Linked DNA regions of Mus musculus: all the other regions are linked to region 1. A link is a contact called in public promoter capture Hi-C data. All regions are on one chromosome and are shown on one strand. The core of a region is the stretch at or near the end of the contact, and the rest is flanking DNA. Distances in the headings are between cores, read along the strand shown.

What was found. Promoter capture Hi-C pulls out the DNA fragments that hold promoters and counts their contacts.
Region 2: a promoter capture Hi-C map of pre-B cells shows a contact between it and region 1, with 4 times the contacts expected there. The contact joins the promoter of Trappc3 here to the promoter of 9930104L06Rik in region 1. A contact is called at or near these places in 7 of 39 promoter capture datasets (the 3T3-L1 cell line, the C10 cell line, cranial neural crest and 3 more) and 2 of 115 datasets of contacts at active chromatin or transcription factors (astrocytes and embryonic hindbrain).
Region 3: a contact with region 1 is called in a promoter capture Hi-C map of pre-B cells. The contact joins the promoter of Ndufs5 here to the promoter of 9930104L06Rik in region 1. A contact is called at or near these places in 3 of 39 promoter capture datasets (liver and pre-B cells).
Region 4: a contact with region 1 is called in a promoter capture Hi-C map of pre-B cells, with 4 times the contacts expected there. The contact joins the promoter of Stk40 here to the promoter of 9930104L06Rik in region 1. A contact is called at or near these places in 8 of 39 promoter capture datasets (the 3T3-L1 cell line, the C10 cell line, cranial neural crest and 3 more), 3 of 484 Hi-C or Micro-C datasets (B cells, embryonic stem cells and pre-B cells) and 2 of 115 datasets of contacts at active chromatin or transcription factors (astrocytes and extraembryonic endoderm stem cells).
Region 5: a promoter capture Hi-C map of liver shows a contact between it and region 1, with 4 times the contacts expected there. The contact joins the promoter of Oscp1 here to the promoter of 9930104L06Rik in region 1. A contact is called at or near these places in 16 of 39 promoter capture datasets (the 3T3-L1 cell line, the C10 cell line, cranial neural crest and 9 more), 1 of 484 Hi-C or Micro-C datasets (B cells), 4 of 115 datasets of contacts at active chromatin or transcription factors (astrocytes, embryonic forebrain, embryonic stem cells and 1 more) and 1 of 9 other capture datasets (pancreatic islet).
Region 6: a promoter capture Hi-C map of liver shows a contact between it and region 1, with 2.7 times the contacts expected there. The contact joins the enhancer-like site here to the promoter of 9930104L06Rik in region 1. A contact is called at or near these places in 8 of 39 promoter capture datasets (the 3T3-L1 cell line, 3T3-L1-derived adipocytes, the C10 cell line and 3 more) and 1 of 115 datasets of contacts at active chromatin or transcription factors (embryonic stem cells).

The regions. Positions count from the first base shown.
Region 1 is chr4:124,935,422-124,939,272 of GRCm38.p6, forward strand. 9930104L06Rik (RIKEN cDNA 9930104L06 gene) reads left to right here and starts at 1,627. Exons shown (of 5, transcript NM_177573.3): 1 at 1,627-1,912; 2 at 3,019-3,296. The coding sequence starts at 3,022. It overlaps Cdca8 (cell division cycle associated 8), which reads right to left and starts at 1,496. Exons shown (of 10, transcript NM_026560.4): 1 at 1,168-1,496; 2 at 934-1,062. The coding sequence starts at 1,261.
Region 2 is chr4:126,260,552-126,264,402 of GRCm38.p6, forward strand. Trappc3 (trafficking protein particle complex 3) reads left to right here and starts at 1,854. Exons shown (of 5, transcript NM_013718.2): 1 at 1,854-1,986. The coding sequence starts at 1,945.
Region 3 is chr4:123,716,119-123,719,969 of GRCm38.p6, forward strand. It overlaps Ndufs5 (NADH:ubiquinone oxidoreductase core subunit S5), which reads right to left and starts at 2,068. Exons shown (of 3, transcript NM_001030274.1): 1 at 1,995-2,068.
Region 4 is chr4:126,101,918-126,105,768 of GRCm38.p6, forward strand. It overlaps Stk40 (serine/threonine kinase 40), which reads left to right and starts at 2,040. Exons shown (of 11, transcript NM_028800.3): 1 at 2,040-2,229.
Region 5 is chr4:126,056,926-126,060,776 of GRCm38.p6, forward strand. Oscp1 (organic solute carrier partner 1) reads left to right here and starts at 1,640. Exons shown (of 10, transcript NM_172701.3): 1 at 1,640-1,867. The coding sequence starts at 1,756.
Region 6 is chr4:125,940,232-125,944,082 of GRCm38.p6, forward strand. No RefSeq gene overlaps it. Among named protein-coding and RNA genes, the nearest start is that of 2610028E06Rik, 20 kb to the left of the region's middle. Within about 2 kb of position 1,835, at least 13 of the 459 cell types and tissues checked have an H3K27ac peak or open chromatin away from gene starts, as enhancers often do. A contact at or near this core is called in embryonic stem cells and liver, where this site is marked.

The DNA.
Region 1 (3,851 bases), core at 377-2,876:
TGCTGGGACTAAAGGCGTGCGCCACCACTGCCCGGCCTACTCCTATCTTTGTAGTTCACAAGACAGAGCTGTTTGAGGATACTGTCCGAAATGAGCTCTGACAAAAAACAAATAATTTTTCTCTTAATTTATTCATTCATTTTAGAAGGCTGAGTTTGTACAAGTATTTCCCGGATGTGTGAAAATTATGTGAAATTGACATTTCAGTTTGCCCAGAAATCAAACTCATCACGGCTCTTTTGGAACTGTAACAGAAATGCAGTTCCAGAACTCAAGACTGTTTGTTACCTGGCCTGCTAAGGACAGTGGTTTGCCTACCACTGGCCTGGCTGGATGGCAGGCAGTTTCCAGTGGGGCTGAGCAGTAGGGTCTCCCCAAAAGATGGATGTGTTCTCCCAAAACACTCCCCCTGGATACAGAGATGCTGAGAAGACATGATGCGTCCTGCTCTTACAGTCCTCTCCCTCCGCTGTTAAGCTGCAGGACAACTCTTACTGTCCTACTGAGCGACTGCATCCCTGCCTATTGGCAGGTAGGCTAGCATAGGTTAGGTCATGTCAGTGCGGAACAGCCTCCCCCAACCCCTGAAAAACCTTCAATTATCAGCTCACTTTGTACTATAGATTTGAGATCTCGGCCTCGCCCCTCTTCCTTCAGGCCTCCATCATTCTATTTCTGGTATATCTCTTCTAAAGCTCTCCCATTCAAACGTGAAGGTGAGATGCACTGTCCTAATAGCGCTCATCTGAAGGGTAATTCATGCCTACTTCTTTCCTATGGGCCCACCATTCTTTTATAAGTTATGACAGATGGCAATTTCCTACCGGTGGTTATTTTAGACCTTATTAAGAAGGGGACATCTGAATGAGTCCCTACAATAAGCTTTCAAGATAAGCACTCGTTGGTCACGGGGAAAACGCTAGCAGCTCTTACCGAAGTAGTCAAGCCACTTCATCCCTTGCAGCGCCTTGGGGAGCCGAAGGATCTCGATGTTGTACAGATTTTCCACCTCCTTGAGGAGGGTCTGTCTGTCGGACTCAATTTGCTTGGTTCGAACTTGCACTGCAAAGAGGTGAAAGCGGACGGATCCCGCGTCAGGTGTGCGAAGCCGTCGCATCCGCGTCCCAACCCACCCAAAACCCACGATCACGCGAATCCACCCCTTACCCTCGCGGTCGAAGTCCTTCAGGAAGGAGGCGAGCTTCCGGCTCCGCAGCGTGTTGGTCCTGGTTCCGCGGCTGCTGCGTTTCTTGGGAGCCATGGCGCCTGGCTGCGTCGAGCGAGGGGCCAAGCAGCCGGCTCCGCGACTGAGACGGGGAGAGGGTGTGAGCGGTCGGAGAGCTGAGAAAGTTCAGTCGTTGGAGTCTAGGTTTCCAGAACTCTGCCGAAACCTACCTGCAGGTCCCAAAACACAGTCTGAGGAACCCTCACAGCTCCAACTAAGGGACGGGCGGCTCCTCGGTTAACCGCCACCCAATTCAAACTCAACGGGCACAGCCTAGCCAATAGCAAATCGCCGTCTTAGGACGGTTCTCACCACGCCCAATCACAATAAAGCTTCTTCTCCTTCCGCCAGCCAATCCTCATGGAGGACTTCAATGCCCAGATGTCATTGCGGCACACGCCATCTTTTCGCGACTCCAGAGTCGTGCTAACTGGAAGTAGAGTGGTGAGTTCGTTCTTGTGAATAAGCGCGGTGTAGTTTTTGATGTACTCAGCGTTGACATCGCAGGATTTACGTTTTCCTGTTGATTTAGGGCTGGAAATCTTAAAGAGAGGCGACAAGACTGACTCCAGAAGCACAGGTCCCGGAACAGACAGACCCCAGAGACTCGCAGTCTAAAGCAGATTGCCCTGTCGTGAAGAAACCCCTTCGGAAGACCCGAAGCAACGGTCTTCCTGCAGAGAGAAGGTAAGAGGACCGCCAGAATCAATATTCTTGAGTGTCCGCGGTTACAAGACAGAGACACAGCTCCACTCTGCAGCGTGGGGAGTTGCCCTAGCCTTTTAAGGACTTGAGCTCAGTTGATGGCCCTGACGCTGAAAAGAACTCAGCACTAGCTGAGCTCAGTTGATGGCCCTGACGCTGAAAAGAACTCAGCACTAGCTGATTTATGAAGCAGAGTTACATGAACATATTTGCTACGGGGCCTCACCATATAACGCTGGCTATCTTGGAAGTCTCTGTGTATACTAGTTTGGCCTCGAACTCACAGAGATCTGCTTGTTTCTGTCTTTCCAGTGCTAGGATTAAAGATGCATTCGACAACTCCCAGCCTATGGCTGTTTTAAATACAGGCATAAGCACAAGAATTAAGAGAGAGAGGCAGGCACCTAGGCATAAAAGACACTTGCATGCTCCTCAGAGAATCTCAGAAAGTTAGACATAGCCACGTGGGTATGAGATTCTCTAGGGAGATCAGCAGTTGATTTTCTTTCTTTTCCCCCAGTTTCTTGAGACCAGGCTGGCCTCAAACCCAAAACCCGGCTCTGCTTCCAGAGGGCTGGAATTAAAGTCATGTTACATTAGCCACAATTACTTATTTTGGTGGCTTTCAGTTTACATCTCAAAAGGGTTTCTAAAAACCCTTGTGACTCCCTTCAAACAAGAAGTTGTTTGATAAGAGAAGTAAGTGAGGTGGCTTTCAAGATTCTTTGATGGTATTAAATCCTACAGATGTAAATGGGGTAGTGTGTGTCCTTTCTCTGTAAATGGGATTCCTGGTGAGATTTCTAGAACATGGAAGATTTACAGCAGGAAGGAAGAAAGGCTGTTCACAGTTGGTAAGTGTACTTGCAGGAATTCTTCCTTCATTGTTGGCTGAAGGTGTCAGCCCACTTCCAGGACTAGGAGTTCTTGTTTGTGTCCCCCAAAGTCTCCCTACCTTTCATTATTGCCTTGGGACTATTTGAAGACCAACAGCTGGTCTTCTCCTGAGGTCGGAAATGACGCAGCCTTGATGCAGGCCCTCCCTTCTGGTACCCTGACTCCCTTTTGTTTTGTTTATTTTTTCCCAGAAAATGGCTCATGACCAGCCTCTGCTGGTTGTGCAGGAGGCCCTGAGGAAGTGCTTCCCTGTGGTGGAGGAACAGCAGAACCTGTGGCAGAGCACCCTGCAGGACTGCTCGCCCCTCCTGTCCTCTCTCAGTAACCTGGCTGAGCAGCTGCAAGCCGCACAGAGTCTGCGCTTTGAGGATGTGCCAGCCCTGCGTCCCTTTCCAGACTTACAGGAGCGGTTGAGGCGCAAGCAGCTGGAGGCTGGTGACGTTGTTCTGGACAAGCTAGCTGAGCGGCTGTAAGAGGCTCTGTTGTCCCCCTTTGTTGATGGACAGATCTTAATGCCGCATGGCATCCCAGCCTCAGTCAGGGGGTCCTACAGAAATCGACAAAAGCAAGTCAGGAGTAATCATGCTGGAGCTAAGTTGAATGTCTGTGAGTTCGAGGCCAGCCTGGACTACATTGTAAGACCATGCATGTCTTTAAAACAAAACAAAACAACCCAAATCAGGCCAGGTGTTTAATCTCAGCACTAAGGAGGCATATACAAGCAGATCTCTGAGTTCAAGGCCAGTCTGGTCTACATAGAGAGTTCCAAGGCAACCAGGGCTACACAGATAAACCCAGTCTCAAAATAAATAAGTAAGTAAACAAACAAATAAATAAAAATAACCCCAAACCAACTAAATAAATGGAAGAAATTACAAAAGCAGAAAAGAAGAGGGTGGCGAGGAGTGCAGCCCTCTTCTGTCGTTGTCCTTGGTGTACTGCAGTTCAGGGAGAGCTGGGAGTAAGGACTGTGTGTCCGGGACCTTGTACACCTCTGCCTTATACCTGTCTATGCACTTGGAAG
Region 2 (3,851 bases), core at 604-3,103, 1.3 Mb after region 1:
TAGAGAGGGAGAGGGAGGGGCTGGAATTCAAAATTGAAGGGAGAAGTCCAAGAACTTGGGGCCTGCTGTGTAGGGAGTTCTGTCTTGTTTGTGCTGGAGATGAGACCCAGGGCCTTGCCCATACAAAGCATGCGCTCTACTCCTGATCCCTGACAGCCACCCCAAGGAGTTTTCAGGTTGCAGTCTGAGCAAGGATGAGACCTTACAGATCAATACATGTGCCCCGCCCCCACCCTTAATTCAAAACTGATGACTCGGAGAACTGTCCCAAAGAAAAGGCAGGGCCAAGTTCGGGAATCAGAGGCAGAGAGGGGGGATAATGAGTCCGTGAGAAGTCAAGGAGAGGCTCCACCTCCAGTCTGTCCAGAACCGCCCTGCCTGACAGCAGGCTGGGTGGGGTCAGGCGGCTGCCTGTGACTGTGACTCAGGTTTCTGTGGGCAGCCAAGGCAGCCGGCAGGGAGGAGCCCAGACCGACTGACAGGCTGGCCAACTGCTGTTTTCACCTCAGCTGTCCCCTCTCCTGGGAATGAAGGAGGCTCTGGACTAGCCTCACTGCTACTCTCCCAAGGCTACAGACTTCTGTCTTCTTCTTCTGCTCCCTTCTAGAGACCCTCATGCAGCCTCCTGAGGTCGTGCCACAGGATGGAGAGTCAGGGATCTCTGCCTCTAGGGAGGCCCCGGAATGTCTGTACTACAGGGAGAAGGCTATAATAATGATTGGTCCTATAACCTCAGGGAAAGACTGGGAGAAACCCTTGCCCCCCTCCAGCCTTCTCCTAGCCTAGCTGGCTCAGTATCTGGACAGAGCAGTTGTCATGGTGAAGGCCGGGTGGTACACAACAGTATATAGTTGCTGCAGAGACAGACAAGCAGGCTGAAGCGAGGAGACCTGAATTCCAAGCACAGTGCCCACAGGGCTGACCACTAAGGAGAGACGGCCGGAGCCAAATCCAAAGGGCTGTGGTCAGTGATGACAGGGCTTTGCCTCTGTGAAGGGTAAGAAGGGTTTGGTCAGCTAGCACATTCCTCAACGATTGTTGGGCTGTGTTTGGATCTGTTGGACTGTCTTGATAGTGTAGCTCGAAGGGAATCACATTTCCTCTGTGCCTTTTCTGTGCCCACGATCTGTGCTCATGTCTCATTAATATTTACAGCAACTGAAAGAACTTCAGCATCTGGCCTCAGATGGCAAGCCTGGGATTAGAACTCGGCACTGAGTGCCACCACAGCCGGCATCTTGGTTTTTCTGGGAACTAGGCAGGGTAGCTGTTCTAGAGAAGGGACGGTAAGTGATTTGGATTTGTTAAAAAGGCCACAAGTGTAAGGATGCAGGGCTTGGCTGTGTTTGGGGTTTGGGAACAGATGGCAGTTGAAAGAGAAAGCCGTTAACTATCCTGACATAGAATATGTGGTCATGCAAACTTTTTATAATGAACTTTAGACCTCTGTGTGAGCCATCGCTAGTTTTTCAGGACATCCTGGGCGCTTCTGGAGCTGATCTGCAGCAACAGAAAACAGTTCGAAATAGGGACTTTCCAAGACCAGTCTGGGAGAGAGAAGAATTTGCAGAACATCACAGTGCCAGTCGTGGGGGAGGAAAATAAGGACACTCTGTGGACAATGTAGGACTACCACAAGGTGCGGATGCCACCTAGCGGCCATAATGGTGCAGCCACCCGGGCGCTGGTAGCATTCCGGAGCTGCAGCTCGAGCTGAATCACGGGTGGGACTTCCGGGTAGAACTGCCGGATGCTGTAGTCTGACTTTGGTCAGCCGAACCACAAGTCCCGGGGTCCTCTGCGCCACACCGCGCAGGCGCAGTGAGGAGGGGCCGGTCAGTCCTAGACGCTGAGGGGCCGCGGCTGGGTTGAATCGGCGACTCCCGGGGTCTGGGATCTGGGTTGTGAGGAGGTGAGGTGAGGCGGCACTGAACGGTGGGCACCATGTCGAGGCAGGCGAACCGTGGCACGGAGAGCAAGAAAATGGTAACTGAGCGCGTGACCCGGCGGGCCGGGCGGAATCGAAGCTTCCTGGGAAGGGGCCTGGTGCTGGCGCTCCAAGTGATTGTCAAATGAGTCCTGCTGTGAGCTGTGGGATGGGGAAGTCCCAGTGTGGGTCATTCCCTAGGCGTCCGGCGCTGGGGCAGCTTGGGGGGACCCCTGAGTTGCCCCTCCGCCCGCTACACCCAGGTCTCTCGGGGTCGAGTGCTAAACCAACAACAGCGACGGTAATCAATAACAGTACCAACCATTTACTGATCTCTTACTGTGCGTTTGGTGCTAGGCTATTGCTTCCATTATGTCATTATCACAAGGTAACCTCTTCTAGGTGGATAATGTTATGGCGTTTTACAGCTCAGTGAAGTTTATGGGACATCCAGATTTACACTTCGGAAGAGTTAGGATTTAAACCCATGCCCCTCCATTTCTACAGTGAATATTTCAGCTTTTCACTATGCTTTAGGCATTGTGAGACTTAGACAGTGGTCTTGTCAGAAGGGGACTTGCCATCTAACATTAAGGAGTGAGCCGGCCTAAGTATTCAGTGGCCCCTGTAATGGTTGAGAGGATAACTGTGGTTCCTTCCCTAACCTGGGAGTAGTGGGACAGGATATAATCCCAAAAGGCTGGGCTGGGCTGGACTGGGTCTGGAGAGTCAGGTGGATATCAATTTTCTCCGAATCCCAAGGAAAGAGGCTTTCTTGTCAAGTGTTTTTTGTTTGTTTGTTTGTTTGTTTTTAGTGTATTCTTTTGCAGAACTGCCCATGCTGTGCCTTTGCTTTGGAGTTTCAAACTGAACATCTGGGAGCGGAACTGTAGCTCCAGTTGGTAGAGTGTCTGCTTAGCATGCACAAGGCCCTGAGTTGAATTCCCAGCACCACGTAAACTAAGCTTGCTCATGCATGCCTGTAATCCCAGCCCTCGGATGGTAGAGAAAAAGGGTCAGGAATTCAGGGTTGTCCTTAGCCCGAGATAAGATGGAGGCCAGCGTAGGCTACTTGAAGCTACTACTTGAAACTATTTTTAACACACAGAGTGTTGGGGACGTGGGGTGTGGGGCTCACATCAGGTTTGGGAGGTAACTCAGTGGTAGGATGCATATGCAGGATACTCTGAATTCAGACTTCAAAAAACAGCGGGACCAATCCGAGGTTGCCTGCCTGCTGACTAGATCTGGAAACCTATGTACTCCACTCTGGACAGTATGATTCAGTATGATTAGACTTTGTGTCTTATACCAGGAACAGCCAGCACAGGTGGAATCCCTGTTATTCCAGGCTGGTTCTTCCCCACCCCACCCCACCCCACCCCCAGAGCTGAGACTCTAACCCAGAGCCTTGTGCTTGCTAGGCAAGCGCTCTACCACTGACCTAAATCTCCAAGTCCCTAGGCTGGTTCTTTATAACCCTCGGACCACTTTCAAGACACAATGACAGCAATGATTCATCTCTACACAAATATTAAATTACACAAACACGAACTCAGTGATCAAAGCTGAGTTGGATCCTAGCACCGCAAACACAAAATGCAAAAACCCGACATCATATACACACATTTCATATACACACATTTGTTTGTATTTTCCAGGGATTTGTGTGGGCCTCAGCATACTCTGGGGATGGTAAGTTAAGAATCAGTTTTAGGGGACCGAGCATGCACACACACACATACACACGATGGGGGAGATTTCTGGAAGAAATAACAGTAGTTGAGAGTTTTGTGCTAGAAAACAATGTCATCTAGAAGAAAATATACACATGTTCCTTGGCATTTTCAAGTGATTATTAGTTTCTTTAGCTACAAAATGGGGGCTGTGGTACCAAAGACTAGAGGAAAGAGTGTTAAATTTA
Region 3 (3,851 bases), core at 818-3,317, 1.2 Mb before region 1:
GTGACACGCTTCCGAGAAGAAACGAGGAACTTCATCTGCCAAGCCCGAGGCCCCAAATCTCTTCTCACCAAGCTTTTTGTTTTTCCAGATAGCATCCCATCTAGCCCAGGCCAGTTTTAAGTCACACTGTAGTGAAAACAGCCTTGATTTCTTCATCCTTCTGCCCCACCTCCCAACTGCTGGGATTACCAGCCTTTTTTTACTAAGATGGGCTCTCCCAGAGTAATTTGGGGACTTTCACAAAACTCATGGACTAAAAACCCAAATTAATTTTTTTTCTTTCTATGTATAAGGTTATTTTTTTCAAGGGTGAAAAAAATTGTTTTGACTCAAATAAACAAACTAAAAGCAAAACAAAAAACAAAACAAAACAACAACTCTCCCCCAAAAAAGAAAAATGAGAAATAATATAAGCACACTATTTATTTACATTGTTCTATACATTCTTTCCATCCCAACCTAAATGACACGTGTCTTTGGACACTCTCTTGTGTCTCTCCTTTTATAGAAGTAGTCTGTCCTAGGCTGGAGAGATGGCTTAGAGGTTAAAAGTGCATGCTGCTTTAGCAGAGGACTCGAGCTGGAGTCTCAGCAACCACTTTGGGTGGTTTACAAGTAGCTGCAGCTCCAGCTTCAGGGCCGTATGATGTGTCTGGCTTCACGGAGTAGCTACACTCACATGCCCACAGTCATACATCCACACATAATTAAAACTTTAAAAAGTACTTTGTCCACCGGGCAGTTGTGGCACATGACTTTAATCCCAGCACTTGGGAGACAGAGGCAGGCAGATCTCTGAGTTCGAGGCCAGCCTGGTCTACAAAGTGAGTTCCAGGACAGCCAGGGCTACACAGAGAAACCCTGTCTCGAACCCCCCCCCCCAAAAGTACTTCGTCCATTACTGTAACAGTCTATTTACTTCTATGTTTTTCCTACTGCTTTTGTTTTGAGAGCAAAATCGAGCAGATGCTAGTTAACTGCTAAAAATAAATGAACAAGTCAAATTAAAATTTTGTAAAAAAATAAAAAAAATCAGGAAATCTCAAACAACTTACACGTACAACTATAAAGCAGTGGATAGATTCTGGTGCTCAGTAGAATATGACATACATTAAGCAAAAAGAACATATGGAAAATACATAGTAAAGTTGACATAGAACAAAATAATCCCAAACGACAAATGTGCTTAAGAATGGAAAGCAAGCGCAGCACCCACATCAAAACCATCCTGTACGCGGACATTTAGGTGAATTTAATTTATAAAGCTCCCTCCCATTCTTTTAGTCATTTACTGTGTATGTCAGAGGCAAATGGGGGAAACGGCTCATCATAAGCACTGGAGACCCACACTGGGAACCTGAGTAAGAATTCGGGGGAGGAAGCCATTGGGAGAATAGAAAAAGTCCCAGAGGAGGATCTACATCGCTCTCTCTCTCGCTCTCTCTCTCTCTCTCTCTCTCTCTCTCTCTCTCTCTCTCTCTCACACACACACACACACACACACACACACACACACACACACACACAAACATAGACAACAGAAGTTATGACAATGAGGACGGACAGAGGCTCTGGAGCGGCTGCTGAGCCAAGTGCACAACAGGAAGAAAGTAGAGGGCTCTGGGGACCAAAATCAGGATGTGGTGCACGCCTTTAATCTCAACACTTGGAAGACAGAGGCAGATGCTTCTCTGTGAGTTCAAGGCCAGCTTGGTCTACAGAGTGAATTCCAGCCTACACAGAGAAACCCTGTCTCAAAACAAAAACAAAAAGGAGCGGGATGTCAGGGTAGGAAGGAGGCCAAGGCAGGAGTCCGGCAGACGGTGGATTTGCTCCGGAGGGCCGGGGGTGGGGGTGACGACCTAGTTACGGGGTGAAGGGAAGGCAGGAGGACACGCCCAGACCTGGGCCACCCACAGAGAGAGGAAATGTGTCAAGGAGCTAATCCTGAACGAAACTTCTTGGCTGTGCGGACACAGCAGCGCCTACCGCACCTCTGCAGTGCCCTTGTCAGGTCCCTGGTGCAATTCCCGACCGCCGGCTGCGGGAGGACGCAGACGCCTGCCGTAAAGGACGCCCGCAGCACGACATCTCCAGAGCGACGCCGTAAATCAACCACCGGCCGAGGAACTGTAGAAACCAAGCACAGCGGGTCTGCGCCTGCGCAGCAAGCAGCCCAGCCTCCAGACGCTGACAGCTGATAAACCGACTTTCCCCATACTACTGCGCCCGGTAGTGAGTTCTCCCTTTCAGCACTGTCGTGACCGTTGATTGTTGTGCTACTTGAGCAAGGTCACACTCGAGAAAGAGTAGTGCTTCCCTCACCCCAAGGAAATGTGGTGATTAAAGCTCGTGTGCCGTGACCCCAAAACTTGTGTGACTGTTTCCCAGTTTCACGGTGGCAGTTTCCCTTTTTGGTAATAAACATAATAGCCGGGCTGGAGAGACAGCTCAGAGGTTAAGAGCATTTGTTGATCTGGGAGAGGTCCTCGGTTTAACTCTAGATTCAGGGGACCCAACATAGTTCTTCTAACCTCAGCAATACCAGGAGCACACACATGGTGCACATACATGAAGACAAAACTCTCGCACATAAAGTAAATCTTAAAAGAAAGATAATAGTGCCTAACGTGGTGGCTCAGGCCTTTAAATCACAGAAATTAAGAAACGGAAACAGGTGGATGTCTATGAGTTCTAGGCCAACTAAGGCTACATAGTGAGATCTTGTTACAAACAAACAGCTATAGAGTTACTATAGGGACTTCTTTATACTGTGACATGATGAAAACGTTCTTTGATGTATTAGCTGACATTTGCACCAAAGCAATCAGAAAGCTGAGACAGGAGGATGTATCCTCTTGAGTTCAAGGCTGGCCTGGCCTATAAGACAGATGCTGTGCCTGCGAATGAACAGTTTCTGGAGAAAATTCCCGAAGTCCATGTGGTGGGTTCAATAGGAATGGCCCCCATAGATTCACGTGTGTGAATGCTTGCCTCATAGGCAGTGGCACTATTAGGAAGGGTGGCCTTGTGAGAGTATGTGTGGCTTTGTTGGAGAAAGTGTGTCACTTTTGGGGAGGGATTTGAGGTCTCCTATGCTCAAGTCAAGCCTAGTGTGGATTAGTCTCCTTTTGCTGCCTGTTGATCAAGATGTAGAAATCTCAGTTCCTTCTCCAACACCATGCCTTCCTGCATGCTGCCATGCTTCCTGCCATGATGATAGTGGACTAACCTCTGAAACTGTAAGCCAGCCCCAATTAAATGGTTGCCATGGTCACAAGTCTTTTTACAGCAATAGAAACCCTAGTAAGAGAGTCCACAATTTATTAATTTCATTCAATCACTCCAACTTGCTCCACTCACCCCCTTCCATCGGCTGGATGTCCCATATGAAACTGGTTTCAGTTCAATTAAAGTTTTCTGAGCACTCAGCCTGTGTCCAGTCAAATATTGGCTCATTATGGAAGTAGTGAACCATACTCACAAAGTTCTAATGGCACGGAACTGATGGCCACCCTTTCCAACCCACCCCTCTCCTTATGCCACTGTGAAGGCCTGCTTAAGGGTCTCATGTGCTCAAATGCCATCAGGTAACTAGCCCCTTGCAGTTCTAGGGCTAGAAGCCAGGGCACCATATGCTAGCACATTCATGACCAGTGAGCCCAGTCCATGGCAAAGGTGGCAGTTCTCAGATCTCTGTCCATTCTCTCTCTCTCTCTCTCTCTCTCTCTCTCTCTCTCTCTCTCTCTCTCTCTCTGTCTCTCTCTCTCTCTCTAAGATTTATTATATCTTAGTAAACTGTAGCTGTCTTCAGACACACCATAAGAGCCCGTCAGATCTCATTACGGATG
Region 4 (3,851 bases), core at 790-3,289, 1.2 Mb after region 1:
GAGCCAGCCTGAGCAACTTATTGAAACTCTGTCTCAAAAACAAAAGCAGTGGAGATACAGCTCAGTGGTGAAATACCTTCTACCACAGAAGAGGCCATAGGTTCAGTCCCAGGTACCAAAAAAAAAAAAAAGCAAAACCAACACCAAACCTTGCCATACTCAGGCCTTGAAGCTTGGACGCAAAGAAGCCAAAACCCAGCTGCTAAGTAGGGTTGGGGTTCTGTAGTCTGAAGAAGCTCCTGGGGGTGAGGTCTCCCCTCCTTCTGTGATAGTCCAATCTGCCTATCTCTTTTCAAGAAGCCATCTTGAGCTGTTGTGACAGGTGTCATTTTGTTATGGCAGCACCATCTGCCAGTGAGCCAGAGTTGGAGAGCCAGCAGGAGACTGTCACCACCCATGTATGTCCCAGAGATCCATGAGTTGGTGTCCTGATGACAGTTTTTTTTTTTTTTTAATCTCCTCTGGCTGGCACTTTCTCCTCCTCTGCTTTGTTAAAACTTCTATATTTTGAGTCAGCTGAGAGCCTACCAGGAGTTGGAATGGTGGTGTCAGCGCCCAGTGATTCATCTTACTGGTAATTAGTGAACTGGAAAACCCAAGATTCATCCCTGTCAAAGGCAGGGCTTCCGGAATCCTTTTTCTCCTCACTTTGTCAGAGAGAGGAGCAAAGTGGGCCGGCCTTCTGGATGCCTGCCTTTGAGTCACGTGCCTCCTAGAGGTTCCCCGACTGAGACCAGTGGGCATCTATAGGGTGTGGTTAGCTGGATGTGAAACTCCTTGGGTCCTCCCATGGTTGGTGTAATGTGTTATCCCCACTTGGGCAGCCAGGATTTACACTGAATTACCTAGTTTGTAAGTGATACAATGGGGATTCAAGCTCTAGCCTTTTTGGAACCCACGAAACTTTCTTCAAACCACAGCCCAGCCATTATTAGCTGGGTGTCACGGCAGAGGTTACCCTCTCTCTCTGAGTGCTACCTTCTGCATTTGTTAACAGGTCTCTAAAAGTGCCTCATTTTGCATAAGACAGGGCCTTAGGAGCTGGTATCATTACTAGTTATTCAGCATTATCTGCAGCTGAATGGCCACCAAGCCAATCAAAGACATTAAGAAAGGATTCAGGCTGGGACTTCATTATGAAGACCAGCCTTCGGTGTCCTAGCAGGGCTTAGTCGTGTCCACGTGTGTCTACACGTGGATCCAGAATGACCCAGGGGAGGGAAGAGTGTCATCAAGTACACTTGTTAACTCTGAGACAAAGGAGTGGGACTATGGCCGCTGGTACTGCTGCCACCGAGCCCTTCTGGCCGCTTCTACACGGCAGTGGACGGAAGCCAGGATTTTCGAGGGCCCCCAGTGAGTCACCAGACTGATGCAATCCCTTTAAAGGGCTCATCTGCTGGTGCAAGAAGCTGATTCATGGAGGGCGTGGCTGCTGAAGGAGGAGAAAGGACGGAAACTGGCAGGAGGGAGTGAGGTAGACAGCCGGCTGAAGTCGTTCATTGGAACTCTTCACTGCAATCTCCCTGGACAAGACTCTAGGGATGTCCAAGATGAACTTGGCCATCTTTGGGGTTTCTGAAGGGCCTAAAGTGAAATGAATTGTGACAGTAGCGACAGCCAATTCTTGACTTCTCTTGTACCCAACTTCAGCACTTTCCCACACAAATTTCCAGAAGCCGAGAAATGGGGAGCAAAGAAAGACTACTTTTCTAAAGAATGCAGTGCAGTTGGCGGGTTTTGCAACCACTTAGAGACGTCCCCAACCCCAGCAAGGAGAGCATAAGTCGGTGAGGTTCTGCAGAGCCAAGGCGGACCGGCGCCTCTGTCCCAGTCCCACTGTAGATGTAGATTAGCGGTAAGTACCGCCCCCTGACTGTCCAATCACTTTACAGATTTCGACCCAGACTCCACCCAGAACCAATTGGCGATCTTATCTGGGCTTCCTGCCTGAAGGCTTCCGCCCATCCTGAAGATGGCGCACCAACCCCAAACTCAGGCGAGGGGGCGGGAGGCGGGGCCGAGAGCCTATGCGTCACTTCCGTTGTCAGGTGGCGGCGCCGCAGCCATGGAGGGAGGCGGCGGCGGCAGCTCTGGCGGCTGCGCTGGGAGGCGGCGGTGAGCGGCTCCCACGCCCCCGGCCCGGCCCCGGCCCCCGGGACGGAGCGCCGAGCAGCCCCGACTCTGGGCTGCGGACTATGGGCAAGGAGCGCTGATTCCCCGGGAAAGGTGAGTTCGGGGTCCCGGGACGCGGAGCCGGGTGGGGGCTGCGTGCTGGCGGGGCGGGCCACCGTGGCGGAGGGACCCCGGTGACAGCCCGAAGCTGACCGGCGCGACCAGAACGGCTATAGTGAATTCCCCCTCCGCCACTGGAGGTCTGTCCTTCCCGGCAGCGGGGGCGTCGGCTGCCGGGAGCCTCGGTCTTTTGCCGCAGCCCTGGGAAATGGGCACTGCTCGCCTTGCCCAGACCCACTCAACCAGTCATCGAAGCAGCCGGCGTTTGGCCCGCTCTAGTTTTTCTCCCAGAGAGACCCGCTCCTCCTCTCCATGCTTCTCTCCTGACCTAGAGAGTGACTTGAAAGTTAGAACGAGTCCCCAAGGAGAGCCAGCCAAGGTTTTCCTCCTGGAGCCCTCACCCGTTGGCACCAACACCATCGCTGCTGGGGAATTTTCACATCCTGGGCGGCGTTCAGGTGCGAGTCACAGCAACCTGCTTGCCAGATCCACGTTGGGCCGGTCTTCACCGTGGGAGAGCTTGCTGTGGTCAGTGTTTCACCTGCCATCCTGGTCAGGCCCGCCCATTCCTACGATGCTTGGCCCCACCTTTCAATCTTGGGTAGGAGCTTTCGGATTCCCGGTGGCTTCTCCGTCCACCCCCACTCCCCCAGGTTGTTGGCAGAAGGAAGAGCTGACAGCCACCTTCGGTGGCAGGATAGACTTTGCTCTGTTTTAAGTCACTGGAGGAAACCGGTTGGCTTTGCTGGTTTTGAGAATCATTGAGGAAGAGGGTAGTCACGCTGGGCTGGGCGCCTTTCCCTCTCGGCTGAGTAGTTTTGCATGAGATAAGGAAGAGCAAAATCCTATAGCCCTTATTTATAAACAACGTTGTGAGTTCCTCCTTAAAGGCCCTGTTATTTGATTGTGGATTAGACTATCTCTGCCAGAGATAGTCCCCATTCATTCATTCATTCATTCATTCATTTTTCTCATAACAAAAGGGCCCTGCCTGTAGAGCCTAGTGCTGTGTAGTATTCGTAGGCTTTGGAGGCTCACTCCTTAAAGCCTGGGATTAAAAGTGTGTGTCAACCTTGCTCTGGACTCCTTAAATTCAGATTCTGGTGCCGCTGCTTTCTGGTTGCCCGACCTTGGGTCATTTGTATTCGTCCTCATTTGCAAACCACTGGCCATGGTAAAAAGAGTCATTATGGAGAGTTGCGCTAACACCTAATAAAGAGGTTCTTATCCGAACTAGTTCACTGTCCAGCTAGAGGAAACTGACCTGCAAGCAGATAGGTGAAATGTGATCTACAAAAGCAACAGAAACTGAATGCTGAGGGAGCCCAGTGGGGAAGCTGCTAGCTCAGTCTGGGAAGCCTGAGCAGTAGTGACAGGAGGATAGTGACTGGAAGGACAGAAAGGGGGAGGGAGGCTTAGTCATGTAAAATGGGAGATGCTATTTGGAGAGAAGTACAGAGAGTCAGAGAGAGACAACCTTAGCTGTGTCAGTAGAGTGGTATGGAAGCCGACAGGGCACAAAGTAAAGCAATATAAGTTAATAAAAAAAAATGAACATCTCATGGATCATTTGGAACTTTGTGTCTAGTGCACAAGAGGCCAGTAAGCTTTTAGCT
Region 5 (3,851 bases), core at 390-2,889, 1.1 Mb after region 1:
AAGTGCTGAGATTAAAGGTTTTTGCGGCCACTGTCCTATTTTCTATTGAAAACAGGCTTACGAAACATAGACAACTTGTCCAATTTTGAAAGCTGACTAGTGTTCAAACCTAGCTCTCTCTGGTTTTGGATTTTTGTTTTTAAAGATTTATTCATTTATTATATGTAAGTACACTGTAGCTGTCTTCAGACACTCCAGAAGAGGGCGCCAGATCTCGTTACGGATGGGTGTGAGCTACCATGTGGTTGCTGGGAATTGAACTCAGGACCTTCGGAAGAGCAGTCAGTGATCTTAACCGCTGAGCCATCTCTCCAGCCTGATTTTTGTTGGTTTTAAAGACAGGGACCCAGTCCTGACTGTCCTAGAACTTGCTATGTAGACCAGGCTGGACTCTGCTTACAAAGTGCTGGGATCAAAGGCAAGTGCAGCCACACCTTGCTGCTCTGTCTTGACCCTATCCAGTCTGACAGTACACAGAGGCAAACTCTGAAAGGGACCGTGTTCTGCCAAAACTTGAGATAGTGTTGGAAGCTGGGCAGATAACAAAATGCATAAGGCCCACCAGAAGATAAAGATGTTTATTACAGGTGGGGCTGAGGTGTTAAGCTCATGTGCCGGGTCACAGCACTCCCAGAGCCTGAAGCAGGTGGATCTCCGAGTTTGAAGCCAGCCTGGTCTACAGAGCAAGTTCCAGGACAGCCAGGACAACACAGAGAAACCCTGTTTCAAAACAAAACAAAAAGGTTCAAGTTGTACTAGACAATTTTAAAAAGTTTGGCTCTTGGGAGGAAAGAAAAACGACTAGAAGGTGTGACGTGGAGGATGCCACAAGCAGGAAGGAAGACATTGAAGGAATGAGCTGTGTTTTGTAAGCGGCGCCTTTTGAAATTTAGTCCAACAGCATCAGAGCAGTGACACAGAGGAACGTAGGAATGCAGAAAGGGGAATTAAGGAATGCGAGGATTCTACAAGGAAAAGGAGGAAGTGGCTGATTATTAAAGGAGGTGGATGTAGGTTCCAAAGCTCAAGTCTCAAGATTGCTGTGGCTGGAGAGAGAAGTGCTTAGCAGAAACACTGATGACGAATCGTCTGAAAAGGTCCAGCCGTAGGTGAAGAAACGCGAGGGTGCTACTTAAGTTGCTAGGAGGGCCGGGCTGGGTTGCCTCACTGAGTAGTAAATCCGGCGTAACATCGCTTCCAGGAGGGGTTAGAAAGGAGACAAATGATATAACTAATCGAGATGAGGGATTATAATAACTCAGAATGCCTTCGTGGCGCTTGCCATGACCTCACTGGTTCCTCTGCACGTCCCTGGGAGATAGTTCACAAATCTGCCCGCAGCACAGCAGGCCATGGCGGACCGGGACGCTAGACGACTCTAGGCGAACGACTCCGAAGACGCTGGGGTTGATTTTCCTAGTTTCCGGTGCGATGGCTGGGCCACGGCAGATACGCGCGGCTGGCTGGAACGCTCCCGGCGACACCAAAGCTAAACTGGAAAACTCAAAACCAGCGCTCCCGGGAGGCCAAAGGTGCGCGCCTCCGTTTGAACCAATCCCCTGAAGCGATCTTTGTCACTTAACCCAATAAGCGCCGGTCTTCGGCCACCTCCTATCAATCCACCATGTGATTGGTTCGCCTTTCTGTTCCCGGCGTTGCCCCAGCAACCGGGCTATGGACGCGTAGGGGCCTCCAGGCTGCTAAATCACAAACCCTGGGGTTCTTCCTTCATCTACCCTGCGGGTTTCCGGCACTATGTCGGTTCGGACTCTGCCGCTGCTCTTTTTGAACTTGGGCGGGGAGATGCTTTACGTCCTAGACCAGCGACTGAGGGCCCAGAACATCCCCGGAGACAAGGCCCGCAAAGGTAAGTAACGCCCCCGCAGCCTTGATCTGTTCCCTTCCTCACCGCACTAAATGTCCCTATACAGAACCGCAGCCTAGCACCAGCCCCCCTCCAACCTCCGTCCTGATACCCAGGCCGACCGGCACCTGACCCCCTTCCCCTCATCCCAATAGCCAAACCGATGCCTCTGCGCACTTCTCTTTGACAGCCGGGTATCTTTCTCAAAAGACGCAGAGCCCATGCAGTTGGAAGCCCTCCGGAGTCAAATTAATTCTCCAAAAGAGCATTTCCCCACAGAGAAGCCTAATACATTGGACATACTTACAGTGCCTGAGCCCTCGATTTCCCAGTCTCTGGAAATCTGTCTATTTCCAAAAGTAGTTACAGTTGACAAGATACTTTTGGCAGGTATAACCATCCGTTAACCCCCACAAAACAGATGGGGACGCCCGCGTCTCTGTCCTCCTACGTAAGCAGAAGCCTGGTCATGCTCATTTCAGAAGCCATTTCTAGAAATGTAGGGCCCCAAAATAATATAGATAAGAACGAAAACATGCTTCTTGATTTTGCAAGTGTTGGAAGGGGTTGCAATTGTGAAAATACTTTTGGAAGGCTTATAAAATGCAAAATTATGCCATGTGTAGTGCAGAGAGAAACGACCACCCAAAACACGCTGCCAGTCTATCTTACTTCTCAGCAAACAACTTTGTTCACCAAATTTGCTGGGCTATTGTATTTGTAGGCAGAGGAGTAAACATTTATCTAAAGGACAACTGAACACTAATGAAAGCTCGATTTCCTCCCAACAGCTTATGTCCCCTCCATTGATGTTAAACAGGCACATTCAGATGGTGTGTCTGATTTTGTGTAAGTGCATACGTAAACAGACAAGAGAACCCTCTGGACCACTCCCTTCCATTCATTCCCAGCCTTGCTACCAGGGGCTTTACAAAATGCAAATATGTCTAGTGGGGCTTTATAAAATGCAAATATGTCTAGTATGTCTCTCCTCAAAATTGCCGACAACCTTCCACTCCTGTCTAAATGGAGACCAAGTCCTAGGCAGAACACGTTGGGGCCCTCCGATTAGGACACTGTCTTAGTCAGGGTTTCTATTCCTGCACAAACATCATGACCAAGAAGCAAGTTGGGGAGGAAAGGGTTTATTCGGCTTACACTTCCATGCTGCTGTTCATCACCAAAGGAAGTCAGGACTGGAACTCAAGCAGGTCAGGAAGCAGGAGCTGATGCAGAGGTCATGGAGGGATGTTCTTTACTGGCTTGCCTTCCCTGGCTTGCTCAGCCTGCTCTCTTATAGAACTCAAGACTACCAGCCCAGAGATGGTCCCACCCACAAGGGGCCTTTCCCCTTGATCACTAATTGAGAAAATGCCTTAGAGTTGGATCTCATGGAGGCATTTCCTCAACTGAAGCTCCTTTCTCTGTGATAACTCCAGCTGTGTCAAGTTGACACAAAACTAGCCAGTACAGACACTTTGAGTCCCAATCACACCAAAGTGTGTGTAGATCTTTAACCTGTGTCCTTCATGACTCCGTCCTTTCCCCGACCTCCTGAAGAGTCTCGTCCCTCAGGAGCCTCCCTCCTTCCTCAGAAGGACCTGCTTCTGTTCTCACTGTGTCCTCCCGTGCTTCTCTTACCTTACCACATGGCTGGCAGATCGATGCTCAACTGTTTGCCTGTGTCTCCCCACTTGTTTGTCTTACACATGTTTGTACTTCAGCATCTAGCACTCGACTCGCAGATGAGAATAAATCAGTGCTCACTACAGGGTTGAGGAGCAACCTGCCGGTGTTGTTATACGCCATTGTGTTCCTTCCTCGGGAGGCTTGTTTCTTGCTGCCTGTGTGATGCGATTTCACTCAGGCTAATAGCCCTAGTGGAGGGGCAGGCTCGATTTCTCTAGATAGTCCGCATCTTGGAGGACAGTGTAAATTAGCAATTTACATTATTAACGTGGCCTTTGAAGGCATACAAGTCTAGATC
Region 6 (3,851 bases), core at 585-3,084, 1.0 Mb after region 1:
CCCCACCCCACCCCACCCCCACCCCCGGGAACAATGAATCATCTTCCTAAGTCTGCATCGATGGCAGGTAAAGGTGACACTGGTGGTGTGACCTGTGTCCCTGGCAACAAGATGACACTGTGGCAGAGGCATTACACCCCAGGTGTCCCCTCTACCCTCTCTTGGTGCTTGCACAATGGCCTGTGAGAGGTGAAGTCTTGTCTCTTCCACTGCCAGGTACAGGGATGGAGTCTCAGAAGTGAGGGGCTTCTCAGCTAGAAAGGGTGACACCAGGCTGTGTGTGCAGGCTCTCGGGCGCCAGAGTGGAGTCACCTCAGAGTCCCTGTGACATAGCCTTGCCCTCACAGCTCTCGCCAACCTACTCCCGTGCTTTATTCTGGGGCTGAGGCTGGCAACAACTGCTGGCTGGAGAGTGAGGAGAGAGTATGGGAAATGCTGGCTTCTGGTTGCGCTCACCACCAAGCAACACAGAGCGCATGTTGCCACAATCTCTGGATACTTTCAAGCCATCTTCATCCAAGCATGTCCCTTCAAGAGGGAAGTAGCTGTCCTATGTCACACTGAGTGGCAGAGCTTGGCCCCACACATAATGTCTTGCCTGCCCTCTCTTCACCCCACCCCTCTGGCTCAGTACTTAGTAAGTGCTGGGCAAAATGCTTTGTCCTCTCCAGAGCTTCTGGATAAATAACAAATCTACCTTTTATGGATTTGAGCATGGGTCCTAAATATTGTGTGGGACATATTAAGTTTTCACTTGTCATTTGATTCTCAAATTTAACTAGCTATCCTAGGCTGTTCTTGGCTAAAGTAAAAACCTACAACAGCTGACTTCTCCCGTGCCTCCTGGGGAGGCTTGGGGACAGGGGTGTCACACTCCCTGCAATGAAGGATTTGAGAGGCATTGACTTCAGGCTGTCCTGGATCTGAGTCCTTGCTATGTAGTGTGTAACCCTGGCCAAGTCACTCTCTCCCCTCTGAGTCCCTATGTCTTCACTGAGGAAAGTCATTGGTATGATATAAGACAGTTTGCTTAAAATGGCATATCCAGTAGACAGGAGCCATTATTATATATTATTGTTGTTGTTGTTGTTGTTGTTGTTGTTGTTGTTGCTATTGCTATTGTTTGCTGTGTGAGAGACGTGGTCTGCTGCAGGCCACAGTGAGCCAATGGCACACTCAGGCTTGAGTGTCCTTGACCTGGGTGTTGTCACTGCCTAGGGGCGTGGCCGGAGGCTGGCTGACCCTCCAGCTTTGCGCATGCCGAGTTCACTTCATGTTGCTCCAGTAGAGTTTCCTGGAAGGCTGAGGTTTCTCCCAGCCACTACCTGAGGTTGCAGAGGGACCAACAGGAGCTGCTACTATGCCCTCCAAAGGCATAAGCCCTATGGAGAATTGGCCAAGAAACCTACTCTTTAAATATCTTCCTGACCCCAGCTCCCTATCTTTATGAACCCCTAGGAGGAGGTGGAGTGTTCCTACCTGCTGCCCCCTGGATTCCTGGAGAAAGGAAAGTACAGATTCTAAGAGACAAGGCAGAGGCAGTTCTAAAGCTGGCTCATACTGGGGGCTGCCTGGATACCCTTTGTCCTGATGCTGGGAGCCCTTCTCACCCCATCCCAGAAAGGGACTGGGAGGGTACAGCAGCAGAGGAACCCGGACTGTGGTGCTCCCAAGGGGGTGCAGGTTTTCTGAAAAGAGGTGGCTGCCCTGTGTTCTGCCCAGGAAGACTCTCTAAAGAGAAAGGACTGGACTCCTTCCCAATCCAGGAGTCCCAGAGTGGCTCTTACCTGCACCCAGTCCACCTCTGCCCTCAGGGGTAGAGAAGAGTGTGACATAGGGACCCAGGGTTGGCTGCTACCCTCAGGCAGCTCCAACCCAGCCCCCTCCTAGCCACACTCACCTGCTCTGGCTCTCCAATGCTGCCATCTAGAGGTGTCTTTGGCAACTTCAGGCACTAACATTAGGTTATGAAGCCCACAAGGGTCCCCCATTCCCAGCATGAAGAACACAGACACCCTGCCCTGCCCCGGAGGCACAGAGAGACCGCATCTCATCCATCCTTTTACTTCCGGGCAGCTGTAGCCATGGATGAAGCTTTCCAGGCTCCTTGTTCAATGGCTGACTCTCTTCTGACAGCTCAGAGCTTACAAGAAGGGGATACTGGGGGCGTGGGGGAGCACATGTAGGCTTGGTATCTGTGTTAAGCTTACAGCATCTGCCATGTCGATTCTATTGCCCTGCTCTGTTTTGTCTTGTTTTACTTTATTTTTGAGACAGGGACATAATAACCCAAACTGGCCTCAAACTTAGCATGTAGCTAAAGATGACCTTGAACTCCAGATGCTCTCTGTTCCACCTTCCTAGTGGTGGGATGATGGGCCTCTACCACCACACCCGGTCTGTGTGGTGCTGGGACTCAAACACAGGCACTCCCTGTGCTAGCTCTACCAAGTGAGCTTCAACTCCACTACTGCCCCTATTTTAAAGATAAGAAAGGGTCCCTTGGGTTGAGGGACACATTTTTTGGAGCAATTGTCATCCTGTTCCATTCATCCTCTCCATTACTGGAGGGAGTCCACATTAGCGGGAAAGGACCTATTGGGTGCCCGGGTCTGTGCAGATCGGACCCTGAATTGAGCATACTCAACAAGATTGGAGACTGTGGGTATGACCCCATGCCTGGTCCACTTCCTCCGGGGAACACACCAGGAAGTTCCCTGGGAGACAAACCATGGGCTCCTTGTATGAAGTGACCAGCTATGACAGCAATAATAACAAGTATCTAGAACCAAGAATAATGGCGCCTGAGAGCCTGTGCTTCTTTGGGGAGTTCTTCCCTGGTCTCAGTTTTAGAAGCTGTCAGTGGGAGACACAAAGCACCATTCTCCAGTCCCCACAGCCAGACAGTGCTGCCAGACAGCCCCACAGCAGTAAACACCCCAACCCAACCAAGCTAGAGACCCCACAGGACCTGACACATAGTAGGTGTGCAGCCTGAGCTTGAAGGATGCATGAGCAGGCAAGGTGAGGAGCTGATCTTATGGAGGGTGGGATGAGACCTTCTACTCCCTGTTGCCTCCCCTACATGGCCAGAGACTCCCCAAGAGGACAAGAAATCCTGGGCCAGCAGTCTAGCCCCAGCCTGACTCCTTGGCTGCTGTGGTTCCTGGCAAGTCTCAGGCAGTCTACAGAAACAAAGAACTCTGGGACTAATCCTTCCCAGCCTCTCTAACATTGGCCCTTACATACCTGTTCTTCTAGGGTCAAAGGTGAGGCTGTATGCTCACCTCTGTGTATGAGCCTTTGGAAACCTAGATGAATCTCTATCTAATACATTCACATGTGCCACGACATATGTAAAGTATACATGTGTACATACAAGCATGCACACATGTAGGAAGCCACGTAGGCACACATATGCAAACACAAACCTCCATACATGTACCTGTGTCTGCATGCCTCACACCTGTGACCTTTGCTCAGTGTTGCAGAGCCTCAGGAAGAAGTTTAGGGACGCAGAGAAGTTATGAAATTGATTTCTCTGAGAGAAGTTAGAATTAGTTTTAATTATCTTTATCTTTCTTCCAATTGTGCTCTCGGCCTTCCTCTCGCAGTTTAATCCATTGCTATCGACTTCTCTGCCAGCGCTGGGGGCAGGGGCCATGTGCTTGCTCTCAGAAAAAATAAACAACAGCGATGACCAGCCCCACCCTTATTTTCCTCTGCAATAGAGAAACCCACCAGTCTCAGGCAATGGGAGAGAGTCCCCAAGGCATGTACACACACACACACATGTGCACGCATGCACACACATGCACGCACAGATGCATGAATGTATGCATACATACACA